2 separate regions of the Dromaius novaehollandiae genome follow, and region 2 is linked to region 1. A link is a contact called in public Hi-C data. All regions are on one chromosome and are shown on one strand. Each heading gives the region's core, a stretch centred on a gene start, on an enhancer-like site or on the middle of the called end of the contact. The rest is flanking DNA. Distances are from core to core; before and after follow the strand shown. Region 1 holds the start of PLB1 (phospholipase B1). Region 2 has its middle 33 kb from the start of PPP1CB.

Region 1 (6,996 bases), core at 2,434-4,933:
GGATGTGTAATCTCACAACTGCAATGTTACATTGCCGAGTCATTTGCTTTGCATTTCTTTTTGCAGAATTAAATGATTTAGACCACTGAGCTCTATTTTGCTTTTATTTGTCTCAGAGGAAGTAACAGCTAGACAGGGGCTGATAGATATCAAAAAAAGGAAAAAAGATAAAGCTGTTCTCATGCTTTACCTTTAGTTCTTCCGGTTCTTCCAGGACTTGATCTGCATTACCTTCAGGAAAAAAAAAAAAAATTAAGAGAATGAGTTGCACTATTTCCTTACCTTAGAAAAATGCTTCAGAAGACATAATATACCTTATACCTAGAATTATACAATCCTGAGAAAGGGGTGACCTTTCTCCTCTACCCTACTTTCCAAATGTGATGTTCACTCCAACAACCAAACGTATTTTCTCAATTTTTAATATACTGAAATAAACTTTTAGTTATAAGCAGATGAGGTCTGTTGAAATTAGTGGAATAAGATGAAGTTATACACACAGGTGACGGACTGCTTATGAACCTCATCTACCAACCGCATACTCCACAGCCCTTAAAAAGACTTTCAGTTTTGTACCTGTTTTCCTCTTCAGCACACAGCTTTTCTGCTATTTCTCAAAGAGAGTGACCTGTCATTATTTGTTGTGTGAAGTACAATACATCTAGGGTAGCAAACTAACTGCTAACCTGGTGCAGAGATTCAGCATCTCCGAGATGTTTAACACCAACAAACTTGAACCATATTTGAGGATAGATCCAAGGGTTACACTGGGGGAGAAAGAGGGTCCAGTTTCCAGGACTAAGAAAAAAAATTGTCCCTCCCTTAATATTTCAAAGACACAAGAATGGCCATTTTGTGTCACACTGAAGGTCCATCTGATCTGGGACTCTGCCTCGGACAACAGCCAGATGCAGATGCTTGGGGAAAGAGTAAGGAAAATACAGTTACACTTCGATGCTATATCCTCCCACTTCCCAACTAACTGGTCCTGGGTCTTCCTGAGCAAGCAATCAGTTAGTGTTGAAGAATCCCTGCTAGACCTTTCTTCAAGTTGCCTATTTTTCTAACTCATTCACAATTTGGCTTCCCCCCGCCCCCAGTCCTGTGGCAAAGAAGCTTCGTAATTTAATTATGTGTTGAGAAAAATGTACTCCTTACTGGCCAATAACTTGATTCAGTGCCTGGTCCATAGTCATTCCCGTTTCCACAAAATTCAGGATTTTGCATACGTCTGTACGCCTATATCATATTCCCATCCATCTTTCTTCCAGGCTGAAGAAAGAAACTATTTAATCTTGCCTCACGTTGAAGTTGTTTCCTAAGTTTGATCACTCTTCTCCTTTAGCCTCCTCCTAGGCTTCTTTAATATGATTTTTTAGGTGAAAAGACTAGAGAAGGCATGGGTGAACTATGGACTTGCACACAGAAGGAGAACTGCATTTTCTGTTCTGTTCTCTACTTTTTCCTTGACTCTTGAAATTGTTTGCCTCTTTCACCACTCTGAATGCATAGCTAGGACAATTTTTGCCCATTACATTACTTCTGAGCTCTCATTTTGAGTATCCTGGATAATTTTGCACCAGCAAGCTAGTGCAGACCCTTATCTGGATCATTTCTGACTATGGTGAAAAGCACATGCCTCAACACAGATCACTAGAAGACCGCAGATTCTCTCCCCCACTCTTCTTCCTGTTTGAAAACTTACAATCTAGTCTGATTTTTAATTCTTCATCTTTAAAGCAGGGGCCCATAAAAGTCCCTTCAACCTCATCCCATGTCAGCTTAGCTTCTTTAAAAGCTTTTGGTCAAAAGAATTTTAAATCCAAATACACCTCAGCTGAATTATTCATGGGCATGTGCCCATAGTCATGAATTTTCTTCTTCAATTCCACAATGAAGCTTTCCCATTGTACCATACTTGCCCTGAATCAGTTCATTCTGTTCTTTACTCTAGTATCACCAATTTGCCTAGTACAGAAGTCAACTTTACTACTGTACAACTACCACTGCAGGTCCCCACATCTTCCTAAAATGGGGGCAAATTTGAACACTTGCCATCTTCTGTTCCCAATACCAACACTAATTCAAGAAATGGTTTGCAGCAGAGCTAACACACTGACATGCTCATATTTCTGTCTGGCACATCCCCTTGGGAGAACGTCACCTAGTCCTGGCAGTCTTTTTCCTCTTGCGTCATCAATTTTTTCGAGAATTTTACCATTTCTTGGGCTTGTCCCCTGCACAGAAAGATTCTGAGCACAAAGCCTGTTTCAAACTTCTGTGCAGAGGATGCTAAAGGGGAAAAAAAAAACAATTTAGCTTTTCTGCTGAGCTTGAGCTTTCTTTTATATTTCAGTCAACCCTACAGACTCCCTGTTTCAGGCATATTTGAAAAAGGATTTATTAGTTCTTATTCCTTTAGCAATTATTTATTGCTTTCCCTCAGATTCTTTTTTGGCTTGCCTGAATATAGTTAACCTACCAGAGCATATATTCTTCAGTTTTCCTTGTTTGGTCAGGATTTATGCTTTCCATAGGATGTCTTTTACCTCCTGCCACTCCCAACATTACAGTTACTCCCTTACTCTGCAGTTCAATAATTCTAACTTTTAATTTTCTCAACTATATCACCAATAAAGGTATTTCTCTGACAATTTTCCCAAAATAGTGGAGACAAATTCTTATCCTCCTTCCTCCCTTGTTCTTATAGTTAACCTATTGCAACAAATAATTCTTACAGGCTGCTATCAGTCACAGTTTTTTCATGAATGAAGTTTTCACAGGAACTCCAGTCACCATGCATATTTCCCCCCCTAAATTAAAAAATGAGTTTTGATCATTTCTCCTGCTTATTTCAGGAAACAAAACCTCTCAACAGTTAGTTATTTGCCAGAGCACTTTATAATCCTCTGAAGGTATTTATCCTCACAACCTACTGGTAAGCTAAAGCACTACTATTGCATATCACTTTCTCACAAGTGGAGAGGTGAAGCACAGAGCCAATAAGCATTTTCAGTACTAGAACACCTACAAAGTCAGCATCTTGCTCCAAGTGTAAAATACACAGAGCCACTATAGGTAATAGAGGTTTTTTTGTTTATTTATTTGGTACAGTAATTTGCTTGGGGTATACAGAAAGTCTGCGGAAAAGCAGGAATCTAAATGAAGATGCCCTGAATGTCGGGATACTGCCTAACCCATTTAAACAGCCTTCCATCACTGAAAAAACAAATGATCACAGGCATGAATTCAGAGAAAACCTCTGGCACATGCTTGCACCTCTGCACCATTTTGGGACAGGCCTACTAGTCTGATTATTTGATGTTTTTCTCTTCAGAAAACCTTAGTGCCTGCCTCAGTTGAGGTCAGTGCCCAGAACAGTGCAAACCAATACATGTATTTGTATGTGAAATAATCAAACATAACCAAAACTATACGCAAGATCAGAATTTTACTCACAGATTTTCCTGATCCTACTTCTAAGATCTCTGGTATACACTAACCCTGCAAAAACCAAAAATATAGGTTTCTATATACTGTGTAACTGGAATTTTCAAAGTGCCTTTCAAATCTTACCTTCTGAGGACAGAAGCCAAAGGAAGAACAGGCCTAACAGTAGTTTCATGGTTAGTGCTTCTATGAATTGATAATCTTGAAGTGCTGTTGCTTAGGCTCTATGGCTGTTAGCAAAGAAATTCTCTTCTTTTTCCTCCTTTATATTTTACCAAAGTTGATAACTCAGCAGCCATAAACTTTATTAGCCTCTTCACCTTGGGAAAGCAGATTGACAGTGATAACATTTTCATACCTTGTTTCAAGAAGATGTGTAACCCTAGTTCATACATCACCTCATCTATGGGCCAAGAAGAGCAGAGGTGGCACAGCTTCTCCCACTTCTCTCCTCTGCTATGCACTCTTTCCCCTATTCTGCTCATCCTTTCTGTCTTATCTATGAGAAATGAGCCACACCATTTATTGAACAAGTACTCTGATCACAACTGAAAGTAGCAGTAGTTTTTGGCCTACTGCCAATGGTTAAAAAAGCTATCCAGAACGTGACGTGCATAGCAGGTGTGTTTTATTGCTCATGCAACAAATGAACTCTTAAAAAGATGCATATGCTTGGTGTAAGTGTATGTCACCCTAGTCCTACACTTTTCAGAGTTTATTTATATCACACAATGCAAATCATACAAACTCTCTCACAGGAAAAAAACGAAGTCAAGTGCCCTGCTGAGAATTTGCCTTTTTTTCAGAGACAGCTGGCCACTTCATAGGAGTAGTCTCACCAAATACTAGCACTTAAATCAGCAAGTCATCTTCTGGCACAGTCAAGGCTCCTCCAGGTGATGTATTACACCTTAGTTTGGCACCAGTCTGTCTCTGTTGGGCATGGAAGGAGACTCCATTCCTGAGGTTACAGGGGCAGCTGAGCTCTTCGTAACAGCCCACATCCATCCAAAAGGGGAAAGTTGTGCTCTTCCTCTTCTCTCCTTTCCTGCCTCTGCTCTTTCCTTGCCTTCACCCAGCCTAATGCTGTGCCAGTCTCTCTTCCATCAGCTCCAGAGTCACCAGACCCTTCTAAGAGCTGATTTAATTCACTGAAACTGCAAAAAGCTAAGTTTAATTGACTTCCAGAGAGGTGTGAAACACTTCAAAGTCAGCACAGGTGAGCACAGAAAGCTCATGATCAAAGCAAGGAGAGTACACCCTCCTCCCAAGCTGCAATCAGCTGCTGTGCAAGACAGTGCTGCTCTACCCTGTGCTATGAAACCCTGCTGTGAAGTGAGACAGGGTAAATAACCCTCACAACTTTCTGAGACTAAGCACTTCCTCAGGGACATGTTACCACTTCTGAAGGGTCTAGAGGGGCTCCTCTGCTTAGTGATTGCCCAGAGTTATCTTTATCTCTGGAACCAGCAGAGCAAGCACCAGCCATTATACAGAGGAAAGACCCCTAGAAAGCAGAGCAGGAGGTTATTTCTCTATTGCTATCTGATGTGAATGGTAAAAGTTAAAACTCATAGAAACATCCTGAGCCCATATGATTCCCAATACTGGGAGAAGAAACCATGAGACACTGAGAGAAGTAGTGCAAAGCCTCAAGTGCCACCAGTCCTGGCACTCGGCATGTTAAACATGACTTCTGCATCTCCAGGTGAAGATTTAGCCCATGGGATATGGCCAGTTCTGCTTCTGGAGAATTTTCCTGTGCTGAGGCATTCCTCACAAATCCTTTCCAAGACAGACCACCTGCCCACAAGCAGTACAGGTAACTGTCCCCATTCTGCCAGTGAATTTTCTGCAAATATCAACCTTCATACTGAACTGACCAGAAACTACTATGATCTTAAGACCTGGGCTGATCACACTCATGCTCAAGTTTTTCCAGCTTGAACAAGCTCCACAAGTGCTCAGCCAAACTGCAGTAGGTGTAATTCAGGACTTACTGAGCTTACAGTGCATCATAGGCACAGCAAGCAGTGCATAAGAGTTACTGCATACACACAGAGCAAGTCTGTAAGTAAGACCGTACTGTTGCTTGTATGCAGACAGTCAACCCAAGCATCAGAGATCTGGGCATGCAAGCAGTGTGCCCAGGTCTCCAAAACCCCAGCTACAACACTACTGCAATAACCCAGTCACTTTTGCAGATACAAAGAGTCTACACAAGTGCCAGTTAGACTGTGATACTGCACTCCCAAGGGAGACTCCACTGTATTTTGATTACAGCATTAACATCCAACCTCTGAAAAACACCCTGCTGTCCTCACGCAAAGCCTTGGAGCATCCCCCAGCCTCTTTTGAACCTAATGATACCTAGCTAGAGCTCCTACAGAGTTAATGTGTGACTACTTAAATAAATAGCTTCAAATGCTTAACTAAACCTCTGACACACCTGGTGTCACAGGCAATCTAGCCCATCCTTCAAAGGGCTGTTTAGTTTGGCTTTTTGTTGCTTCATGACTGAAATTTGTTGTTCTTTAAGGGAATGCATTGCAGATTGATCTTATGCCCACTTAACTTTTCAGAAATGGAGATGCAATATTAATTGTGAAAACATCTAGATATTATTCAGGGTAACACTTAAGCAGGAATCTGCCTAGACAGAGGAAAAAGCTCCTCCACATCCTGAGTCTCTAATCTCACCCAGCACAAGCACAGAACAGACCTCGTCAGTGCAAACAGCTGCTCCCCAGCTCCCACCTTCATGTCTGAGAGGGGAGTTTGTTCCACCTGGGCATCTCCCAGACCAACACACAGCTTGACAGCCAGCCTCTTTTGGCCAGAAAGGTAATGAAGAGGTAGGAATTTACTCATGGTCCAGGTGTCGTGAGGCCAGGAGCTCCCCATGGTAGGGGCCAGTGTCAGGCATCGCCGTGGGGCTGGGCCGGGCGGTTGCCCCGGTTGGGGACCCTGGCCGTGATGCTGCAGCGGTGCTGGGCTCCAGCCCCAGGCTGGGCTGACATGGGGCCTGGGGTGGTGGGGAGGCCCTGAGGGGGCAGCAGGGACAGGGAGGGCTGGGCCTGCGCGCAGGGCCCAGACACTCATTTTCAGGGCCCTTAATGACATAGCGTCGCACAGTCTCAGTGTAAAAAGGCATTACCTTTGGTGGCTTTTTGTCATTACGTGCAAGTGCCTGTGGCTTTGTCACTCTTCAAGAGAAAGCTCTGGTTATCAGGCAGTCTGAGAAACAGCCTCCATAGTGAACGGGAAGTGCGTAAAATCCCAGAGAGAAAGCTCCTCGACTCACTGAACATCAAGCAAAGGGTGGAAAAGGGGAGGAAGGTAGCATTGATTTATACATTTGCAATAAACCACAGCTCCAAGAGTATCAGTTTAGCCACAAAGGCCTTTAGACACTGTGACATGCTCCAGAAGGGAAACAGCGCCAACTCCAAGGCCCATAAATCTGCTGTAAATGAACCTTTCCACCACCCAAGCATCAAAACATCTCCTAGACTCAATAGCAAATGGCGGGTGGAGACAAAGATG
Region 2 (6,996 bases), core at 2,376-4,875, 160 kb before region 1:
CTAGCAAGCAGGACAGAGCACCCTTTTTCTTTTGCCATCCAGGGGGTACATGGCCCACAGCCAATCCATGACTGCAGGCTTTCTACTGAAGTAGCAGCTCTGTACCTGACATCCAAGCCACTGATCCTGAAGTGACCAGTCAGTGGTACAAGGCATCTCCTGTGGAACAAACTATGCTGCTACTCACTCTCAGGGTGTGACTGAGGAAGAGCAGCCAGGAAACTTTTCAGGCCTGTTGGAATGTGAAGAGGGAAAAAGGGAAGAGGAAGAACACTACTGTAACATCAGCATGTAACTAACTGCCTTTCATTCCAAACTGACACCTCAACCAATATTTGCCACTGCTATGCTTTGTGGGGCTGTGTGTACTGCCATTAGCTCATACCCTACTGCATTTGTGGAGAGGAAGAGGCTGTATAGCCTCTTGGAAGCCTAGAAAGGTTGCATGAGCATGTCATCCTGGCTGTGTGACTTGCTTAGCTCCTGGGACAGAGTTAAGTACTCACACAGGGCAAGAAATCAGCAGGCAGTTTCCGAGACAGATAATTGCCATGTGGAAGATTTCTCCTACAGCTCACAACTCTGGAGAACTGCTTTTAAAAGTCTGAAGCAACCCTCCTGCTCAGAGCAGCAACATTCACTGCCCCTCCCCACACAGTTGAGACCAGTACTCTAGCTCCACCTGAAGCTTCACATGCCTGCCCCCCCTTCACCTTAAGAACATGTATAGGGAAGCAGTACATTCACCTGGATAGAATCACTTATTACTAGCAAAGGAGGCTGTACACTCCCATCAAAAAAATCTGTTCAATATCACTGTAGTAAGGACACATCTTCTGTGCCACCTCAAAATCTGGTTGTTGCCCTGGTCTTCAAGAAATCTTCTTGAACTGTATGCATATACCAATTGCAGGGCCTCTCAGTCAGCAGCTGTCATGAGGTGAACAGCCTCCTGCTGCTAGGTTATCCAGCCACCAGAGATTTCAGCCTTCTCATAACATAGGTTGAAAATGAGTATTTCCTTGCAGCCCAAGGTGCCACCATGTGTGAACATCTGGGAAGTCAAAGAGACTGTGCCACCATCAGGAAGAAAAGCACTCAGAAAAGGGGGACAATGAAAATCAGCCCTTAGTGACTGAAGAGGTTCGGAAAGGGCAACAGAAAGTAAGACAGAAAGAAGGGAAAGGATACTGATGAAAAATGATGGGCAGATGAGAGAGAAGCAGTAGAGTAAGACTGAAGTGTGACTGTTGACAGAAAGTATCAGGAATGCAGGTGTCAGTTTGCCTTTATACAGCATGAGAAGCACTGTAGAGGGTCACATGAGCTCTTGATGTTTGATACCATACTATCAGTGCACCCATGCTCACTCATCCATCCAGCTGGGGGACTTCAAAGCAGTATGGCCCACTCAGCAGTTGGGATCCATCACCCCATTCATTGGACATGCACTGGAAACAGATTCCTTTCATATGAAACTAAACCAAAAGATCTGATTTGTGTACAATGGCATGAGCTCTCCAAACTAAACCAGTAAGCAGGGACAGAGGGATTCATTTCAAAAGCACACATTGCTCTGAACTAACACTAATGTAGATACAGCTTTTCAAGCACAACTCATTGTAGGCAACCATGGGCACCTGCCTAGACCAAAGTATCAAGCAATTCTCTCAAATCAGGCCTAAGGCCTACAAATCTCTTTTGAGGCTATGTATGCCTGCAATGCCAAGCCATAGGTGGAGCATAGGAAGAGATGGTTAAGTTAAAAGCAATGCAAGTCATGTAAAATTTTGGATAGAGAGAGTATTCACAAATTTAATACCAGCCCTATTCTGATAGGGTCTCTCTTACTCTCTACATCTAAGCCAAAATTAATTCAATTTTTTTCAATGGAGTTATACTGATTTATACCAGAAGTAAACATACTGTGTTTCTTACAGACTTTTCATCACTGGAAACTTCCAATCACTGGAAACTTACACGAAGAAACCTGCCTTACTTGAATTCAGACTTGAAAACAGGAGATTGCAGACTCATGAAGAAACCTGGAAACCATCACAGAAGACAAAGCCTATGGTGGCTGATGCTTTTCTATAATTTTCATGGCAGCTCTGATTTTATTAAAAGAAAAAGTCCTTTAAGAAACTCCATGAAGTTTGCCAAATTTAAGTGAATTTAATCTGAACTTTTCACTAAGGTAAGCCTAGTTTCAACAAAGCAAGTTCTGAGCTATTATGGAGCATGTCCTATGAATGTATTTCAGTACTGAACAAGGTTTCCACATCAGTCAAATTACAGAATAAACATGCAATAAAATGCCAGATCTGCAGTAATAACTCTTCATCCACCAGCCTTTAACCACTAGATGGCATCTGTATGCTAGATCAATTCTAACATGAAGGGCATCATTGTAGTAACTGCATTAGGTCCTTTCCGTAAAGTCTTTAAACTCACATACGGTTATGAACTAGACAGACCCAAGGATGGAAAAGGAATGATGCACCTTCTTGCCCTAGCTGGTAGAGGCAAATAAAAGCCTCTAAGACTAGAATGCCAGTTTGTTGTTGTACCCATTAGGCAAGTGCCCTGAGTAGGCAAGACAAAGTGTTTGCTCTTATCCCTGTTTCAACAGAATAGAGTCTTAAATCTTACACCCCCATCCTCTTAACAAGGCCTCCTGTAAAATAAGCATGGTGCTTCTAATTCTTTTGGAAGCTTTCTGTTTCTGTTTGTAAAGCACTCCAAAATCCCTCAATGGAAAGTATTAGTTGCCTATTTTTCTTTCTAGTTTTAAATAATCCATTAAGACATAATTCTCAGAACATGCTCCCTCTCTCAAAATTTCATGAAAGTGATATGGCCTATTTTTATAGAAGGTGCAAGAAACCACTCAGCAATGGCAACCTGAAGTATAAACATAAAATATTCTGGACTAGCTAATGGAGAATTATGGATTTATATACTCTCAAAGAGTATACACACTCAACAAGGCATTGATGAATTTATGGAACTGCAGAAATGCTGCTAGGAAGCAGCCAGAGGGAACAATGTAAAACCCTTGCAGCTTTCACATCACCATACATTTTCTAGGAGTTCAAAGCAAAGTGACAGGAAAAACATGACATCAAAATACTTGCTGGCCTTATCAACTTTGTGTGCTTCTCCGCTTCACTTCATGAGCCACATCGTTTTGTTCGTAAAATACTATTAAGCCTTTTCCATAACTAATTGGAAACCTATCTACAGTATTGTACCCAAAAGATTCAGACCTTTAAAGCATCATGAGAAGGCAAACCTCTATAAAAGGGGGAAAAAAACAGCAACTTAAAAATACTTTGCTTTCTGTAAACATTTTAACTTACTATATTTGAGTATCAACTTATTTAACTATCTGCAAGAGACTAGAAAAACTGTAGTCCCATCTGTTCACTTTACTTCCTGCATTTGACAGTAACTTGGGTTAAGTTAAAACACTGAAACTTAACATCTGGGCATGCTGATCATTTGTCAACAGGATTTTCATGTGGTACTCATTTCACAAGTTCTGCCTGGGAGTGCTATGCCTCTGTACTCTAACATAAAACTTAAATCCCTGCCTGAAGATACCAGCTTGCTTTTGCAACTTTTTGCAGCTGGAACCAATTAGCACCTACTTTCTGATAATGGCTGCTCCTACAGTTCGAGTCTGCAGTAAGCTAAGCAAAAAGCTCAGGCTGCAGTTTGTTAAATAAGGCAGCAAGAACCCAGGAAAGAGGCCATGCCAAGCCACATGTAGTACATATACACTGTTTAAAGCTCCACCTATTTAGACTATTTTGGACAGCAACAAGAGAGAAGTTTTCCTTGGAAGATACAACAAGCCATACATTAGAGCTTGTGGAAAGCAGTTATTTTGAATTCTGTTTTTTCTCAGGTTGTTGGACATATGGGTACCTAGATTAATCTGAGTTCAGATAGGACACAGAACAAAATGAAACGTTATCCTTACTAGCAATTAACATGTTGAGATTATTACTATTAAGTATTTTAACATGGCAGACTAAGATATAAAACAGGTGCCTAGATAGCTCTGCTAATTCTCCAGCAACTTCAGGAAACTACAAGGAAGATACTCAGACACTACCAGTTCCAGAAATCCACTCAAGTCAAGAATCTGTCAGACCCATAATAACAAAAAGTGCAAAAACTTCTGTCTTATTTTGATAACTGATTTATCTACTGTCCCAACATCAACTTACTGTCACATGGTTTTCCAGTGTTCAGTCCAAGATGGTCCAAGGTTCCTTCGGCTTTGATCATCTGATACAAGCAATGAGAAGAATGACTGGTTATATGCCCATGAGTTGTATGCAGTCACCTGGTTAGATGCTGTCATCAAAACCTTGGCCAACCTTTGGAACAAAGCAAGCAAAATCACTGTACGATCCAAGAGAGAAAAAAAGTGTTCAGCTGCACTGTGAGATAGCTTGAAAATTGTTTCTCATTAGCAGAATCAAACAGGTGACAGTACAGAAAAAAAAATCCCTGGCCATGCCTAAATATTCCAAGACTGTCACCGACTCATTGAGCTCCTTTTTTACTGGTGAGCAGGACTACATACTTAGTAGGCCATTCTTATAACAGTCCAGGACTCTCCAGACATACAAAGAACTGGGACTTAAGTATGCACCAGAACATGAGCTTCATCTCCAATCTGTTTCGTATAAAAAGATCACAGTGCTCTCTACAGCATAGCATTAGCCCACATGATTCAGATGCACAGATATTTAACAAGTGTTGTGCTGTAGTCATCTCTGCTCCAACATAAGACAACACTGTATTTGGCTTCCAACGGATTGGTGAAAATAAGCAAGGGCAAGAGTCACATTTATCCTCCTGCACATTACAAAGTAGGCACAAGTCAAGTTACAATTCAAACAAGTGCAATATTGACAGTATCAGTTTGCCTTTGCTCTTTACTAGCTATAATGCTACCTGCCAGGTTTGTACAGATGTGTTCATCTCCCACAAACCTGACAGCAGGGAAGTTTCCAGGCACAGTGGGAATGGATACTATGCTGGCAGTTTGCCAGGAAAGACACTAGTTTAAAGGCTAGGCTTCTGCAACTATCATCTACATAGGCCTTGAAGAGCATCCTTTTCTGTTAATCTTTGAGCTTTACTCCAAACAACAAGCAAGGTACTCATGTATCATATGTTCCGCAAGCTCCACGTATCCAAAGCTGAGTTATTCTCAAGTCACTTTCAGATTAACAATAGCAATACATACATGTCTCTTATACATCTCCACTATTACAGAACCAAAAATGTGTTTGTCAACCCCAAACCCACCATCTATAACTCCAGTAATTTAGGCTGACAGCTTCCGCAGTATGACGGCAATATCCTCTTTGACTTATCTAGATCCTCTGATACTCAAAAGACAAGGCACAGACAAGGACTCTTCCTCATATAAGAGATATTAGCCTGTTGCTCCTTGATTATTTCCATCATCTTGTGGTACAGGCACAGCAGAGGACTCCACAGATCCCAGGAACTGTTGATGCCAACCACTGAGGTGAGCAGGATCTCCATCTTCAAACAACCTCAAAATAGGGATGTAGCATATTAACAAGAAAAGCAGCTTCAACAAGTCTGAAGAATTTCCATCCACAATGGAGCAAAGCACACAGCAATGCAGCACACTGGGATATAAGCCATATGTACCTAATAATTTCTCTCTTGATAGAAAATACAGTACAAATGCAGTCTCTGCAATAGGATCATGAGACTGACACCTTGCAATGCATTGGTAGTTAATCACAGTAAGCTAAAAGCAAAGAGACCAATTCAGGTTTTAGTGACCATGAATACTTCTATATGTCTAGACACAGCAAACTACTTGCAACCCAGTAGTATATAAGTTCCTTTACAGTGTTTTCAGTGACTATTTTTACAGCATCTTCCAGAAATATATCAAATTTGTACAAACAAGTCTACCTAAACAGAAAAAGTGCTCAAGGTGTTACACCAGCATAATAGCCACAACTGCATTTAACACTGGAGAAATTTTTTTGCTCCTTCAAAGTAGCCAACAATTACAAATATTCCATGCTTGGAAACACACTCCTGACCGCTATGCAGCATAGAAGCCCTCCCCTGCTCCCAGCAAAACACAAGAATCTCTGATCAATGATCAGTCAACATGAATGACATCAAAGAAGCACTTTCTACAGGAATATTTAAAATCTGATGAAGACAGATATTCCTCTAGTGCCTGGAAATCAAAGTGACTGTCAACCAACAAGGAGAAAAATAAAGAGGCTGTGCACTATGTTGTACACTACTACAAAATCAAAAGTGGATATTACTGTCAGATAGAAGGAGAGGGGTGTCTTTGCCTGTTCCTGCCCCCCAAACAGTGTACAGTCTTACATGTCTCTAACAGCTTATTTAAAAATCCCCTTGTTTCTTCCCAGTACTCTGTTAATACTGTGCTACTTAGTATTTCAGGCTTGCATGAACAAGAAGTTTACATGGAAAACATTAATTAGACTACCAGCAAATTCCACAGAATGAAGTTTTGAACGGGCATTGTTAAGGCAGACTGAGCCTCCAAGAGAGTGGATAAGGTAACCAAAAATTGTAGAAATGGCACACAGCAGGGTAACTTGTTTTCTTCCCCCCTTACCCCCCTCTTTTTCTTCTCCCTTCCATAAAGGCAACAGTTCTGACTACGTACTATGCTGGCTCTACACAACACTCCCACCACTAAAACTTCCACTGGAGGCCCTTTTTTTTTTTTTTAAACAGTTTTTCTAGCTTGCAAACAAGATAGTTACAACTCCTAACCATTTCTGAGTAAGAACATACCTTTAAAACATACCTCACTAAAACTTCTGAAGACAGCAATATTCACCTCACCCTGAACAGCCTTCAGAAATGCTGTCAATGTTTCTCTTGCAGCAAACTGAGCAGCATTCCACCACCCCCACACCTGCACAAGGAATGGACAAG

Evidence for each region. A called contact is a pair of places that touch in the nucleus more often than the background predicts.
Region 2: a Hi-C map of liver shows a contact between it and region 1, with 9 times the contacts expected there. The contact joins the enhancer-like site here to the promoter of PLB1 in region 1. A contact is called at or near these places in 3 of 4 Hi-C or Micro-C datasets (brain, liver and ovary).

What each region holds. Positions count from the first base shown.
Region 1 is chr3:97,118,411-97,125,406 of bDroNov1.hap1, reverse strand. PLB1 (phospholipase B1) reads right to left here and starts at 3,683. Exons shown (of 58, transcript XM_026121158.2): 1 at 3,577-3,683; 2 at 191-231. The coding sequence starts at 3,625.
Region 2 is chr3:97,275,085-97,282,080 of bDroNov1.hap1, reverse strand. No RefSeq gene overlaps it. Among named protein-coding and RNA genes, the nearest start is that of PPP1CB, 33 kb to the right of the region's middle. Within about 2 kb of position 3,625, at least 2 of the 2 cell types and tissues checked have open chromatin away from gene starts, as enhancers often do.